Regions from separate parts of the Sus scrofa genome. Here region 1 is linked to region 2. The links are chromatin contacts, called in public Hi-C maps. All regions are on one chromosome and are shown on one strand. The core of a region is the stretch at or near the end of the contact, and the rest is flanking DNA. Distances in the headings are between cores, read along the strand shown. Region 1 holds the start of MARVELD3 (MARVEL domain containing 3). Region 2 holds the start of TAT (tyrosine aminotransferase).

What was found. Hi-C and Micro-C count contacts between places; a contact is called where the count stands out from the background.
Region 1: a Hi-C map of liver shows a contact between it and region 2, with 2.9 times the contacts expected there. The contact joins the promoter of MARVELD3 here to the promoter of TAT in region 2. A contact is called at or near these places in 1 of 5 promoter capture datasets (liver) and 5 of 47 Hi-C or Micro-C datasets (embryonic fibroblasts, liver and skeletal muscle).

The regions. Positions count from the first base shown.
Region 1 is chr6:14,613,086-14,619,943 of Sscrofa11.1, reverse strand. It overlaps MARVELD3 (MARVEL domain containing 3), which reads right to left and starts at 3,436. Exons shown (of 3, transcript NM_001243841.1): 1 at 3,014-3,436; 2 at 477-604. The coding sequence starts at 3,420.
Region 2 is chr6:14,578,625-14,585,674 of Sscrofa11.1, reverse strand. TAT (tyrosine aminotransferase) reads left to right here and starts at 2,472. Exons shown (of 12, transcript XM_003126884.6): 1 at 2,472-2,577; 2 at 3,148-3,395; 3 at 3,550-3,654; 4 at 6,386-6,453. The coding sequence starts at 3,161.

The sequences.
Region 1 (6,858 bases), core at 2,187-4,686, 33 kb before region 2:
CACACGTGAACTCGTTCTTAGTGTAAAAGGTATTTCTTACTGTGGGTCTCAGTCGACAGCACTTAACAGCCGTGAGGGCGTGTTTGGGCATCCACTGTCCTATCCCGGGGCACGAGCTCAGCCTGGCTCCCATCTCCAGGTGCTCTTCCTTCTCTAACGCTCCTGGCTCTGCCTGCGGCTCCACCTGCAGCCTGAAAACTGCAGCCACGGCTGCCTCGCCAGACCCGGGGCACATCCATCTCCATTCGAGGAGAAACCCGGGAAAGCCAGCCGCCCCTTGCAGACAGGCCTACCTTTTCTAAGCAAAGGGGAACCTCATGCCTACCTTTTCAATCAAAGGGGAAGCAAAGTATGAAAATGAAAATGCTAGAAACCAAAAGGAAGTCTGCTTGAATTTTCATTTCACCAGCTCGGACCCCTTCCAGAACCGCCAGCAACAGTAAGTAAATGGTTGAACCACCTTCCACATGGCTCACCTCTCCCGGTGCACAGGTATCTGCACTTGTGGCATTCCAGGAGTCCTTCAGCCTCTGACTGGTAATATTCCACTTCCTCTAGCCCAGGCCCAGGGTTCGAGAGCTGATATCTCCCTGAAGTGCGTTCACTATAAACAAACACAAACATGGCCATTAGCGGGCTTCACATTCAGGAGCTTGCTTGGCAGTAGAACTCAGGACACCTCATGCTGGGTCTGGACATTAAAGAATGTGCAGGACAGAAAATCTGGGGCAGTATTTCGTACTCCAGAAAAATTTTCTGGCTCAGTGGCTCCACAGGGCATCCAAATACTTGGCCCAATTCCTCTAAGGGCCTCACTTATCCGTGTAATTCTGAGCCTTGCCTTGGATGCTGGCAGCTGCCTAGGGGGGCTTTTCAGTTCAGTGAGGAGGAACAGGCCCTTTTCAAAACTAGTTTGCATTCACAGGACTCTGATGCCCAGGCTGGTATTCTCTTCCTTCCCTTGTTATTTTGGCAAGAATTGAATCAGAAATATTTCTTAAGGTTATGGGTGGTACCATAACTTTGGACATTCTTCATAGCTCACTCTCTTCCTTTGCCAGCCCGACTCCTGCAGGAAACATTCCAGAGCCCAATCAGGGCCCTAGCTCTATTCTCTCTGAATCCGTCCCTCAGGAGTAGCTCACGTGCTGCAATTGGCTGGTTTGCTTGTCGGTCACCTCGAGACTGTGGACACTGTGAGTCGATCTCTGCTGTCTCTGGCCCTACCTCCCATTTATTAAATAAATGCTTGTTATGTGGAGGAGAGACAGAAATAAATCGCTCTTGGTTTCAAACCACCTAGTGTCTTTGAGCAAAAGAAGCAAACATTCCCTTCACTGGCTTTGGGGCTGGGACAGGGTGGGGGGTGTCGAGCAGGGGGATCAGGACACCAGTTTAGACGAAAACCTAAAACTGAAGCTCTGGGAAGTTCCTGTGTGGGGCAGCGGGTTAAAGATCTGGCATTGCCACAACTAGGGCACAGGTGGCAACTCGGGCACAGGTTTGATCCCTGGCCCGGGAACTTTGACCTTTTGTGGGTATGGCCAAAAAAATAAAAACAAAACAATAAACCTGAAGCTCTGGATTTTCCCAGGTCAGGCACAGGCAATGCAGTGTGGCTTTCGGCAGGGACACAAAAGCTAGTGCCTGTGTTTGGACACACCCTTTATCACCATTTGGCTAGTTAGTTCTAGATAAGGTAACATAAACTCAGGATAGTAGCTTTCCCGCTGTGTGGACACAACCCGGAGAGAGACTGGGCTTAAGCCTCCAAGTCCCATAGCAGAGAGGATCTTGGACTCCTCTTAGGAATAAGGGTAGGTGTCAAAAACCAGAAGCAGTCTTTACTCCAATACCTGGCTGTCCCCTTCTTGGCCTGGCACCTAATCTGAGCATTCAGTAATATGTGTGGAGTTGGATGGAATGTGCAACGAAGAAAAGACCACCTCCTGAGTTCCCATTGTGGCTCAGTGCTAACGCACCCGACTGGTGTCCTTGAGGATGCAGGTTCAATCCCTGGCCTCGCTCAGTGTGTTAAGGATCCAGCATTGCCACAAGCTGAGATGTAAGTTGCAGATGTGGCTTGGATCTGTTGTTGCTGCAGCTCTGATTCAATCCCTAGCCTGGGAACTTCCATATGCCACAGGTGCGGGCCCAAAAAGACAGACAGACAAACAAACAAACAAAAAACACCTCCTTAGAAGGGGGGTGGGTGTCATCCAGGACCACTGCCTCTCCTCAGTCTCTCCCAGATCACAAAGTCTTCCAGAATATCATGATGCTCTCACCTCCAGGCCTTCCAGGAAATTTGTTTTACCAGGTAGGGTTGACAAGGTTCCTTCATTCAGGAGGGTAGATTCCGAAACAGTCGTGGGATCAGGCTGAGGCTGCCCAGAAAGACCTCCCTCACAAAGGGGCGGGGGAACTGCCCTTTGGGGCTGAGTTTTCCGTACGTTCAGTTCTTCAGCTAAAAGTGTTGCTTCTTCCAGCTGTCTGGTTTTGAAATACATATATGTTCCTGAGAGGGGTTACACATTAAACTATGAATTCTTCATGGGTCTGACTTTATTAGGCCGGGGCTTCCAGGGAATGAGACTTTGGGTTTTGAATCACTGGACAAGGGTGTGAAGCTCCAGGGGGCGGTCCTGTGGTCACAGGACGACAGGGAGGAGCCTCAGGTTAACCCCACCCACCCAGCCTCCCGCCCACCCCTTCCCATTTCTAGTCCTGAAGTCCTTTCTTCCTCTTTACCTGGTCCCCGGCTGTGCAAGGAGGCGGGGGGAGGGGGGTGGTTAGGGGGGGCGTTCTCTGCTTTGTTAATCGTTCAGGTCCAGAAGCGAGGACACTGTAAGCTTTTCCTTCCCTCCCAGATCCCCTCTAAGAGCTCAAAGGGGAGGAATCGCACTTCCTTTAAACCCACTTCCAAGGACAAGTCTCTGGGGCGTAGAGCAGCGCAGGCGGGCCTCAGACCGAGGCTTTCTCCCGGCCGAGGTCAAGCCCTCTCCCACCTCACCTTTCTGGTCCGCGGCGTTCAAGGCCCCCCTTCCGCGAGGATGGTGGCTTCGGGGTTTCCCAAGGCGCGGGCCAGGGTGGCGGGGCTGGGTCCCAAGTCGGCTGCCGGGGTCCGTCCCGCGTCCGACTTGGGCGAGATTTTTCTGGGACTCTTTGTTCACTTCCACGATGGTCCCCAGCCCTGTGTCTGTCCTGGTGGGAGTGTCGGTCCCTTTCCCTGTCGCGGTCCCTCCTTTCCCTGTCGCGGTCCCTGTCCCTTCGCTCTCCCCCGTTTCTCTCCCTTCGTGGGTCCCCAGCTCTGTCCCACTGTCGCTCGGGGTGGCGATCTCGGTCCGGGCGAGGGTGCCGGTCTGGATCCCGCTCTCTCGGCCGAGTCCGGGGCTCTCGAGTCCCCGACGTGCGTTCCATGGCCGAGTTCCGCGTCCCCGCCCCAGAGCGACCCGAGGGCAACAATCCACAAGTTTCCCCGGCAGGTGGCCAAGCCCGGGGGCGGAGCCAGGTGGGGCGGGCCGCTTACCTGCGCGCACGCGCCCTAACCCCGCTGAGGGCCAGGAGGCGTTCACCGGCAGGGTGCGCCCCTGAGCGCGGCCAGGGGTCTGGGCGCGAGCGTTCCGGGGTTTGGTGGGGTCCTGGAGCGTCGAGATGCTTTACACACCTGGGAGAGACCTACCGCCCGCCCTCCTGCCCGTCTGCTCTGAAGTATCCACTCCGTTACGTCTGCAAGACGGGCGGCCTAGGGAACTGAGCTCGCAGCTAACAGCTTGGGTTTTCTTTGCAGCGTGGACCCATCCATTCTCTCACCCATCCATCCACCCGGCCACTATCCTTCTCTTCCTCCCTCTCCTGTTATCCTCCTAACAACTGTGTTGTAGGGGACTTGAGGCCAGTTTATTTATTACAATAGTCCTGGACTTAAACTTTTTTTTTTTTTTAATGATGAACCCCACAGAATTGGCAACCTTTTGGCAAGTAAGGATATTTTAAAACATACAAAATTACCGTCTATTAATGAGTTCTTTCAACAAATATGTTTGAGCACCTAGCCTAGCTGTCGCTGGAGATAGAGTGGTGAACTCTGCTAGTAATGCACCCATTCTAGAGTGTGTGGAAAAGGGAGAACAAGCAATAAAAAAGAAGACAATCTGACGTGTAAACTGTGACGAGGAGGGCAGGTTTCTTTATATAGATCTGGAAAGGGGCCTTTGAATTGAGTCCTGGATGGTGAAGCAGCAGATGCTGTAGGGTTTCCGTGGTGAAGAATCTGCATTTTAATCGTAAGAGTGATGGGAAGGCATTAAAGTGTTTTGAACCAGGAGAGTGAGTGACTTGCTCTGATCTATGTTTTTAAAATAAAGATTACTCTGGCTTCTGTGAGGAAGATGGACTACAGAGGCCCAAGAGTAAATTCAGGAGATGAGTTAGGAAGCAACTGGAACAGTCTAGGTGAGAGCTGGTGGTAGCTGAGTTGATGAGAAGTGGACAGATCTAGGTTGTGGTTTGGAGGAAGACGTACAGGATGGGTGGATGGAGGTATCCTTTTTAAAAAATATTGAGGTAGGAGTTCCCGTCGTGGCGCAGTGGTTAACGAATCCGACTAGGAACCATAAGGTTTCAGGTTCAATCCCTGGCCTTGCTCAGTGGGTTAAGGATCCGGCGTTGCTGTGAGCTGTGGTGTAGGTCGCAGATGCGGCTTGGATCCTGCATTGCTGTGGCCCTGGTATAGGCTGGTGGCTACAGCTTCGATTCGACCCCTAGCCTGGGAACCTCCATATGCTGTGGGAGCGGCCCTAGAAAAGGCAAAAAGTCCAAAAAAATAATAATAATAATAATAATTGAGGTATAGTTGATTTACAATGTTGTGTTAATTTCTGCTGTATAGCAAGGTGATTCAGATATGTATGTGAATATATATGTAAAGAATATATACTATTTTAAATATTTTCTTTTCCATTATGGTTTATCATAGGATATTGAACGTAGTTCCCTGTGCTCCATACAGCAGGACCTTGTTGTTTATTCCCTTCATGTAAAATAGCTTCCGTCTGCAGACCCCAGCACCCTCCCCCTTTGCAGCCACAGGTCTGTTCTCTGTCTGTGAATCTGTTTTGTAGACAGGTTCATTCGTGTCATATTTTAGATTCCACATATTAGTGATATTATAAGGTACTTGTCTTTCTCTTTATGACTTAGTTCACTTAGTATGAGAATCTCTAGTTGCATCCATGTTGCTGAGAATGGCATTATTTTGTTCGTTTTATGGCTGGTTGGTAGCCCACTCTGTGTATGTACCACATCTTCTTAATCCACTCCATTCATCGGTCAGAGGACATTTAGGTGATTTCCATGTCTTGGCTGTTGTGAATAGTGCCGCTCTGAACATAGAGATCCAGGTATCTTTTTGAATTACAGTTTTGCCTGTACATACGTCCAGGAGCTGGATTGCTGGATCATGTGATAGTTCTATTTTTAATTTTTTGAGAAACTTCCTTACTGTTTTCCATAGTGACTGCACCAGTGTACATTCCTACCAACAATGTAGGCGGGTTCCCTCTTCTGGATGGAGGTATCGTTAACTGAGATGGGAAGACTGCAGAGAACCTGGTTTGGAGCAAGTTGGAGAGTTCCACTGTAGATGTGTGAAATTTGAGATGGGTATGCTTCATCCAAATGTCCAGTGGCAATTGGATGTGAGTGCGTATGCAGTTGGGGGCAGGAGCGGGATTTTGGGGTGGGGCTGGATATGCACCAAAGGAGTAAAAGGACTCACCTATGGAGGGAGGGAGTTAGAAAGGAAAAGGAGGCCTTGGCCGAGCCCCTGGAAAATCTAACCTTTATGGCTCAAAAGCAAGGAGACTGAGTAAGGAGGCAGGAGGAAATCCAGGAGGGGGTGTCACCAGGCCTGTCTGCCCAGACACCAACCCCCTTCCCACAGAAGTGCTCTGTGAGCTCCACCAGACTCTCGTCCCAGAGTGGACAGAGGATCAAATCCTAGGAGCTTATATAAACATTTATTTAAACAAAGCCCTGTTTTGAGCCTGAGACAACTGTGGCTATCATGGAGGCTGGTGCACAAGCAGACAGAGGCTGGTTTGTGAAGTGGCAAAGTCCTTTCTCTCTCAGAGCTTCCCCCTGGGCTTCTGGAACCTTCTTTTTTTTCTTCATCTTTTTGCCTTTTCTAGGGCCGCTCCCACGGCATATGGCGGTGCACAGGCTACGGGTCAAATCGGAGCTACAGCTGCCGGCCTATACCACAGCCACGGCAACGCCAGATCCTTAACCCACTGAGCAAGGCCAGGGATCGAACCCCGCAACCTCATGGTTCCTAGTCGGATTTGTTAACCACTGAACCTTCTTTTTGAATACCCAAACCCCCATGCCAGCTCACCTTTTTGTTTCATTTGTTTTTGGGGGTTTGTTTGTTTTGTATCTTTTATAAACTAATTGTTATCATTTTGCCACATTTGTTCTATCTTTATATAGCTATAACTTTTTTTTTGTTTTTTGTCTTTTTGTCTTTTTAGGGCCGTACTCGCTGCATATGGAGGTTCCAAGGCTATGGGGTCTAATTGGAGCTACAGCTGCCAGCATGTGCCAGAGCCACAGCAACAGCAACACCAGATCCAAGCCACGTCTGTGACCTACACCACAGCTGATGACAATGCCGGATCCTTGACCCACTGAGCAAGGCCAGGGATTGAACCCGAAACCTCATGGTTCCTAGTCGGATTCACTTCCGCTGTGCTACCGTAGGAACTCCTATAAACTTTTTTTTTTTTTTTTTTTTTTTTTTTGTCTTTTTGCTATTTCTTGGGCTGCTCCCGGGGCATGTGGAGGTTCCCAGGCTAG
Region 2 (7,050 bases), core at 1,223-3,722:
AAAATATTTTAAAGAGCAAGCTACAGAACATCATTCAACAGAAATGGAAAGCAAATCACATAGCAATTTCACATGTTCTAATAGAAGTATTTTTAAAAGTAAAAAAGAAATAGATGAAATTAATTTTAAGAATTTATTTTATTTTACTCAGTAGATTCAAATATCATTTAAGCATGTAATCAATATAAAATTATTGATGAGCTATTTTACATTATTTTTATACGTCTTTGAAACCCATTGTATATTTTATACTGACAACACATCTCTCTTCAGACAAAACACATTTCCAGTCCTCAGTAGCCACTTATGAGTAGTGGCTACAATAAAGGACAGTGCAGCTATAGAATAAACATATAATATATATTTTTTTGACAACACCAAGACCAGCTCTTCAAGTATTATGTAGATATAGAAAACACTTGGGGAGTTCCTGTCATGCTCAATGATTAACGAATGCGACTAGAAACCATGAGGTTGCGGGTTCGATCCCTGGCCTTGCTCAGTGGGTTAAGGATCCATCGTTGCCGTGAGCTGTGGTGCAGCTCGCAGACGTGGGTTGGATCCCCAGTTGCTGTGGCTCTGGCGTAGGCCAGTGGCTACAGCTCTGATTGGACCCCTAGTCTGGGAACCTCCATATGCCACAGGTGCGGCCCTAGAAAAGACAAAAAGACAGAAAAAAAAAAAAAAGAAAGAAAGAAAAGAAAACACTTGGAAAGATAAACCAGAAATGGCTAAACTGGCTATTCTCATGATATGGGATTATGGGGAAATTATGGAGAAAGAAGGTTTCAGGGTTTAGTTGATAAACATTAGATTTGAATTTACTTTTTGATAATACATTATACTTTAATAAAGTAAAAGAAAAAATGTTTATTCTCTTCAATGCAGTAAATCAATGTATAGTAAAATTTTATGTAAATAATCAAATATATGAACTAACATTTATGTACAAGGATGCGCTTGGCGGCATTCCTTACAAAGATAAAAACTAGACTCCACATCATGTCCAACAATAGGACAGTTCTTCAATAAATTCTAATGCCTCTCTCTGATAGAATGTTTTTCATAACATGGGAAAACTTCATGGTGTAATTTAAAAATTCACCATGCAAAAAATTTCATTGAAAAATAAAAAATAATAATTCACAGTGCAAAAACTGTCCATAATATGGCGCAGCAGCTCTACTCCAAGGTATGTACCCCAGAGAATTGAAAACCTATGTTTATACAAAAACCTGTATGCAAGAGTTAATAACATTATTCCTATCAGAGGTTATGTAACAACTCCTTGTCTTCCAATAAATAAACAGAATTTGAGCCATGGGGTTACGAAGCTCTCTTAACCCTTGAACGGACAGTATTTCTCATGGGCTCACAGGAATGCCAGGTTCTCTGCTGCGCTTGTTTAGCCAAGTTGTTTGACTTAGATCTCACCTGACATCTTATTTTTCCAGTAACTCCTTAGCAGGGAAATGAAGGCGAATCCACAGTATAAGGATAAAATGGCACAGGCCTGGATTGCCTTAGAGACTCGATATTTTTACGATGTTTATGAAGTTGGCCTTGATTTTCTCTAATTGCCCGCTTTGTTCCAATCACAGAAGAACTTTGTGGACTGACGGGGAAAAGAGTCCGAGATGCAGGCAGTAAATAAGCCTGCTGCTGAACAACTTGTGGAGCAGGTCTCAGCTCTGTTTTGGAAATTTATAAAATTCTGGCTTTATGGATTTATCTCTCATCGATCAATCTGCTGATGTCCTGTCATTTGTCTGTCTTGGTGAATGGATAGAAATGGTCAAACCATTACCACTGCCTGCCACCGGGAGTGAGAATAAAATGTACAGATAGAAGGTGCAAGGAAGGACTCCTGCTTTTTCCCTTGAACCTGGTCTGTACCACTACATTTTTAATAGGTTATCTTGTCACAAAATAAAATAACAATTTCATAAAAATTATCAGAGAGTCCCTGTTGCAGCACAGCGGTAATGAACCCAGCTAGCATTCATGAGGATGCGGGTTTGATCCCTGGTTAGGGATCTGGCGTTGCCATGAGCTGTGGTGTAGGTTGCAGATGTGGCTCCAATCCCGAGTTGCGGTGGCTGTGGTGTGGGCTGGCACCTGCAGCTCCCTTTTGACCCCTAGCCTTCAAAACTACATATGCTGCAAATGTGGCCCTAAAAAGACACACACACACAAACAAAACTATCAGCTGTCATCCTAACTACCCCCTCTGACATTCCTCTCAAACATCTCACAAAGTGCCTGGAAAGAGTTAACACAGAGAATTCCAGATGTTTGAAGTGAGGACAAACTCCTGATTTGGTGGTGGGGGTGGAGGCAGGGTTAGAGGTAAAAAAAAAAAAAAAAAAAAAAAAAGGTGGGGAGGGAAGGAGAGAGGAGGGCTGCCCTGTTCTCACCCCAACCAATAGCATGAAAGTTTCAGGCCCAACGCCCATTTATGGGGCTATTTCAGGAGTCAGGCATCACCTCTGAAATCACTGTCACGGTAACTTGTCAAAGGACTAAGACAGTTTCCTGGTCTGATTACCTGGCAGCCGCTGCTCCAGTACCTGACAGGTAAAATCTCAATCCTCACCTAATCTAGTGGTAGTGATTCAGGATGCACACTTTTTTCTTTGTGGTATCTTGACTGGTTTTTTCCACAGGGCACCAAGACACTTATGGAATAGGGGTTTATTTTTACTAATGGTAATATTAACACTGAATTTCTAGCCATGTGGAAGGGTTCCTCCTGGCTCTGTGCACACGGTCTGTGGAAGTCTTAGGGAGACTCTGACTTACCAGGAAAGGAGGGAAGACCTACACCGTCATTGCCGACCAACTTTCATGTCCTTTTCCCTTGGTTCCACTGAGGGCGTGGTTAAAGTTTCGTGGGAATTAAGGGTCTCAGTAGATAAGCATTCAACAGAACACGCTCTGCTCATATTTTAGAATGGATTCTTGCTTATTTTCCATCTCAGTAAAAAGTCTTAAAACTCCCTTCATGCATAACAAAGCTACTTTATATGAGAAAGGGGTTTGGAAAGATGTCTGGTGAAATCACCCCCATGTTTGGGTCCAACTGCAGCCCCCTCCTGGACGGTGTTCGTTCTAAGTGTCAAAGTGACCCCTTCTTCTTTTCCCCAGAGTCTTGCTGGTGATGGACCCCTACGTGATTCAGATGCACGGCCATGGCAACCTCCCCTCCGTTCTGGATGTGCATGTCAACACTGCTGGTAGAATCCCTGTGCCAGGAAAAATGAAAGGCAGGAAGGCCAGATGGTCCGTGAGGCCCTCGGACATGTCCAACAAGACTTGCAATCCCATCCGGGCCATCGTGGACAGCATGAAGGTGAAACCGAACCCAAACAAGACCACAATATCTCTGTCAATTGGTGAGTGGGGGACACTTGACCAAGAGGCAGGCCTTGTTCCTCTCACCCCCATCCTCGCTGGCTGGGTGGAAAGGATGAAAGTGGAGGGTGGGTCTGAGCCCTGGGCCTGAAGAATAACCTCTTGGTGGTTCTTTTTTTTTGCTCCTGTGAAAAGGGGACCCTACTGTGTTTGGAAACCTGCCAACAGACCAGGAAGTAACTCAAGCAATGAAAGATGCCCTGGACTCGGGGAAGTATAACGGCTATGCCCCCTCCATTGGTAAGCTCCTCCTGAGATTCTAATCTGGTGGCTTCCAAATATTTGGTGTTTTTCTAATAGGAGTAAGTGTCTAGCAATTCTCTTTGCCTTCCTGATGCATAATTCCTAAAGCGAGGCGAAGATAAAATGGCTGTTTGGATTTGGGGAAAGGAGTCTCAGAATGCTTACCCTCATAGTCATCAAGGTCCATCTTCTTTCCTGGCTTCTTCTGACGCTATGGCACCTCTCCTCTCTAGACTCCCAGGACATACTTATTTCTCAAATAAAGCTCCTACCTACCATTGCTAATTCTATACACAGGCCTTGAGTTTGGCTGCAGCAGCTGCTTCTTTTTAAAAAAATTTTTTAGGGCCATATCTGCAGCATATGGAGGTTCCCAGGCTAGGGGCTGAGTCAGAGCTACAGCTGCTGGCCTGTGCCACAGCCACAGCAATGCCAGGTTCCAGCCTTGTCTGTGACCTACACTGCAGCTTATAGCAACGCCGGATCCTTAACTCACTGAGTGAGGCCAGGGATTGAACCCACGTCATCATGGATGCCAGTTGGGTTTGTTACCACTGAGCTGCAATGGAACTCCTGCAGCTGCTTCTTTACAGAGCTCTATAGGTCCTAAATTAATTTCCTTACTGCCTTATGTAAATAGCTTCTTGGCTTTATTTCTCCTTTTCTACACATTCAAGGTTTATTTTATTTATGGTCCTGGTGACACTCCCAATGTAATCATGCTTGTTTGAATGCAAAAACAAAAAACCAAGGACAGCAAAGAGTGGGCTGTCCTTCCGGAGGATAGAAGGTTGTTTATGACAGAAAGAAATTATTCTTACTTAGGTTCAACTCTCTTCATCTATTAAACATTTCTACCCTAAACACTTTGGCAAAACAAGTGATTCTTTGATTTTGTTTTGTGTTGCACATTTTCCTCCATGTATATGTGCACGCAGAAACATTCTTAATGCAGAATAAAAATCCAGTTTCATGCTAAAATAGAGTTTTAAGAGCACTTTAAATAGATATGAAGCACATGATTTTTAGCTTGATTATTTACATATTATAAAGTTTCACAAATAAAAGTCAAAACAAAGTAAGATCAAAAGTTAGGTTATAAAAATAGTTTATTTTTATTTTATTTTATTTTATCTTTTTAGGGCCACACTCGAGGCACATGGAGGTTCCCAGGCTAGGGGTCGAATCGGAGCTGTAGCTGCCAGCCTATGCCAGAGCCACAGCCACACCAGATCCAAGCTGCGTCTGCAACTTACACCACAGCTTACAGCAACAAGGATCCTTAACCCACCGAGCGAGGCCAGGGATCTTATTCACATCCTCATGGATGCTAAGTCAGGTTTGCTAACCACACGGGAACTCCTAAAAATAGTGTATGATGACTTTTACATCCAAAATAGTAGGAAAATGATTTAACCTGAAAAACCAAAACCAAGTCTCCATTTGAAAAATAGTCAAAGGATATGAACACTTCATGCCAAAAGAAACACAGATAATAATATATATCTAGAAAATGCTCTTCTTTATTAATAATTAGGAAAGTGCCAATTTGCATAACTTCAAGAGAACCATCTCTACTTATTAACTTAACAAATATTATGAATATTGCCTCTAGCCTTGGTAACTAAAAATAATCTTTTTGGAGAGCAATTGTGTAAAACATAATAATCTGTATGAAACTGTGTGTACTTCAAGCTGATACGCCAACACTTGGAGATATTGTATGAGAGTACAATTCAAAAGGGGAAAGTTAATTTAAAAATAGTTTAAAAGGGAATAATAGGAAAAATACTAATAGGTATACAATACAATGTGAAAAAGTTAAATGGACCCAATGTACTGAATGCATTAATTACAAGTTTTCAAAAAATATAGTTCTTAGAGTTCCCATTGCTGCTCATCAGGTAACAAACCCAACTAGCATCCATGAGGATGCAGGTTCCATCCCTGGCCTCGCTCAGTGGGTTAAGGATCTTGTGTTGCCGTGAGCTGTGGTGTAGGTTGCAGATGCAGCTCTGATCTTATGTTGTCATGGCTGTGGTTACGGCCGGCAGCTGCAGTTCTAATTCGACCTCTAGCTGGGAACTTCCATGTGCCACAGATGCAGCCCTAAAAAGGAAATAAAATAAAATAAAATAGAATGATATATATATATATATATAGTTCTTAGAAGGGACTTAGATTAAATAATAAATAATCTAAAATAAAATAAAACAAGGAGTTCCTGTCATGGCGCAGCAGAAACAAATTTGACTAGGAACCATGAGGCTGTGGGTTCCATCTCTGGCCTTACTCAGTGGGTTAAGGATCCTGTGTTGCCATGAGCTGTGGCATAGGTCACAGATGTGGCTTGGATCTGGCATTGCTGTGGCTGTGGTGTAGGCCAGCAGCCATAGCTTTGATTCAACCCATAGCCTAGGAACCTCCATGTGCCTCGAGGGTGGCCCTAAAAAGTAAAAAAAAAAATAAATAAATAAAATGCAATCACGTAAGCAAGAGGCTGCAGATAATTTTATAGTGTGTGGTAATTCTTGTTATTATTTATACATTTGTGCCCATAAAATTGTAAGATATGAAGGAAGGTAATCTCTTTTACCTTCAGTGCCCTGGAGCTAAACTGAATGGTATGTGCTCTGAAGGTTGCCTTGAAGCCCTGCTGACTTAAGGGCAGAGCTGTCAGTGGTGGGGTGAAAACTTCCAGCTTCTTCCTTCTGCTCTTTTCTCTCAGGCTACCTGTCCAGTCGGGAGGAGGTTGCTTCTTATTACCACTGTCCGGAGGCACCCCTGGAAGCTAAGGTGAGCCCCAGATGGGGTACCAGTGCTAAAGCAATACTAGACAAATTCTACCCTTTTCCTTGTTTCTGTTTCACGAGGAGTAAGAGTTTCAAGGGGCGCAAATACTAAGGATAATTTCCCTTTGGTAACTTGGGGACTTTTCATACGATGAGGCTGCTAATCAGTGGTTATATTTAATTTCATCACAGCATGATAATAATAATTGCATACAGGGAGTTCCCGTCGTGGTGCAGTGGTTAACGAATCCGACTAGGAACCATGAGGTTGCGGGTTCGGTCCCTGCCCTTGCTCAGTGGGTTAAGGATCCGGCGTTGCCGTGAGCTGTGGTGTAGGTTGCAGACGCGGCACGGATCCCGCGTTGCTGTGGCTCTGGCGTAGGCTGGCGGCTACAGCTCCGATTAGACCCCTAGCCTGGGAACCTCCCTATGCCGCGGGAGCGGCCCAAGAAATAGCCACAAAAAAAAAAAAAATAATAATAATAATTGCATACAGCGTATGTGGTGTCTGTCCCAAGGAGGCTCAAAGGACTCAGAGGGCACCCTGTATTTGATTCTCGGCAAAAAGATCACTGAAAAACAGTAATTAATAAACACCAGA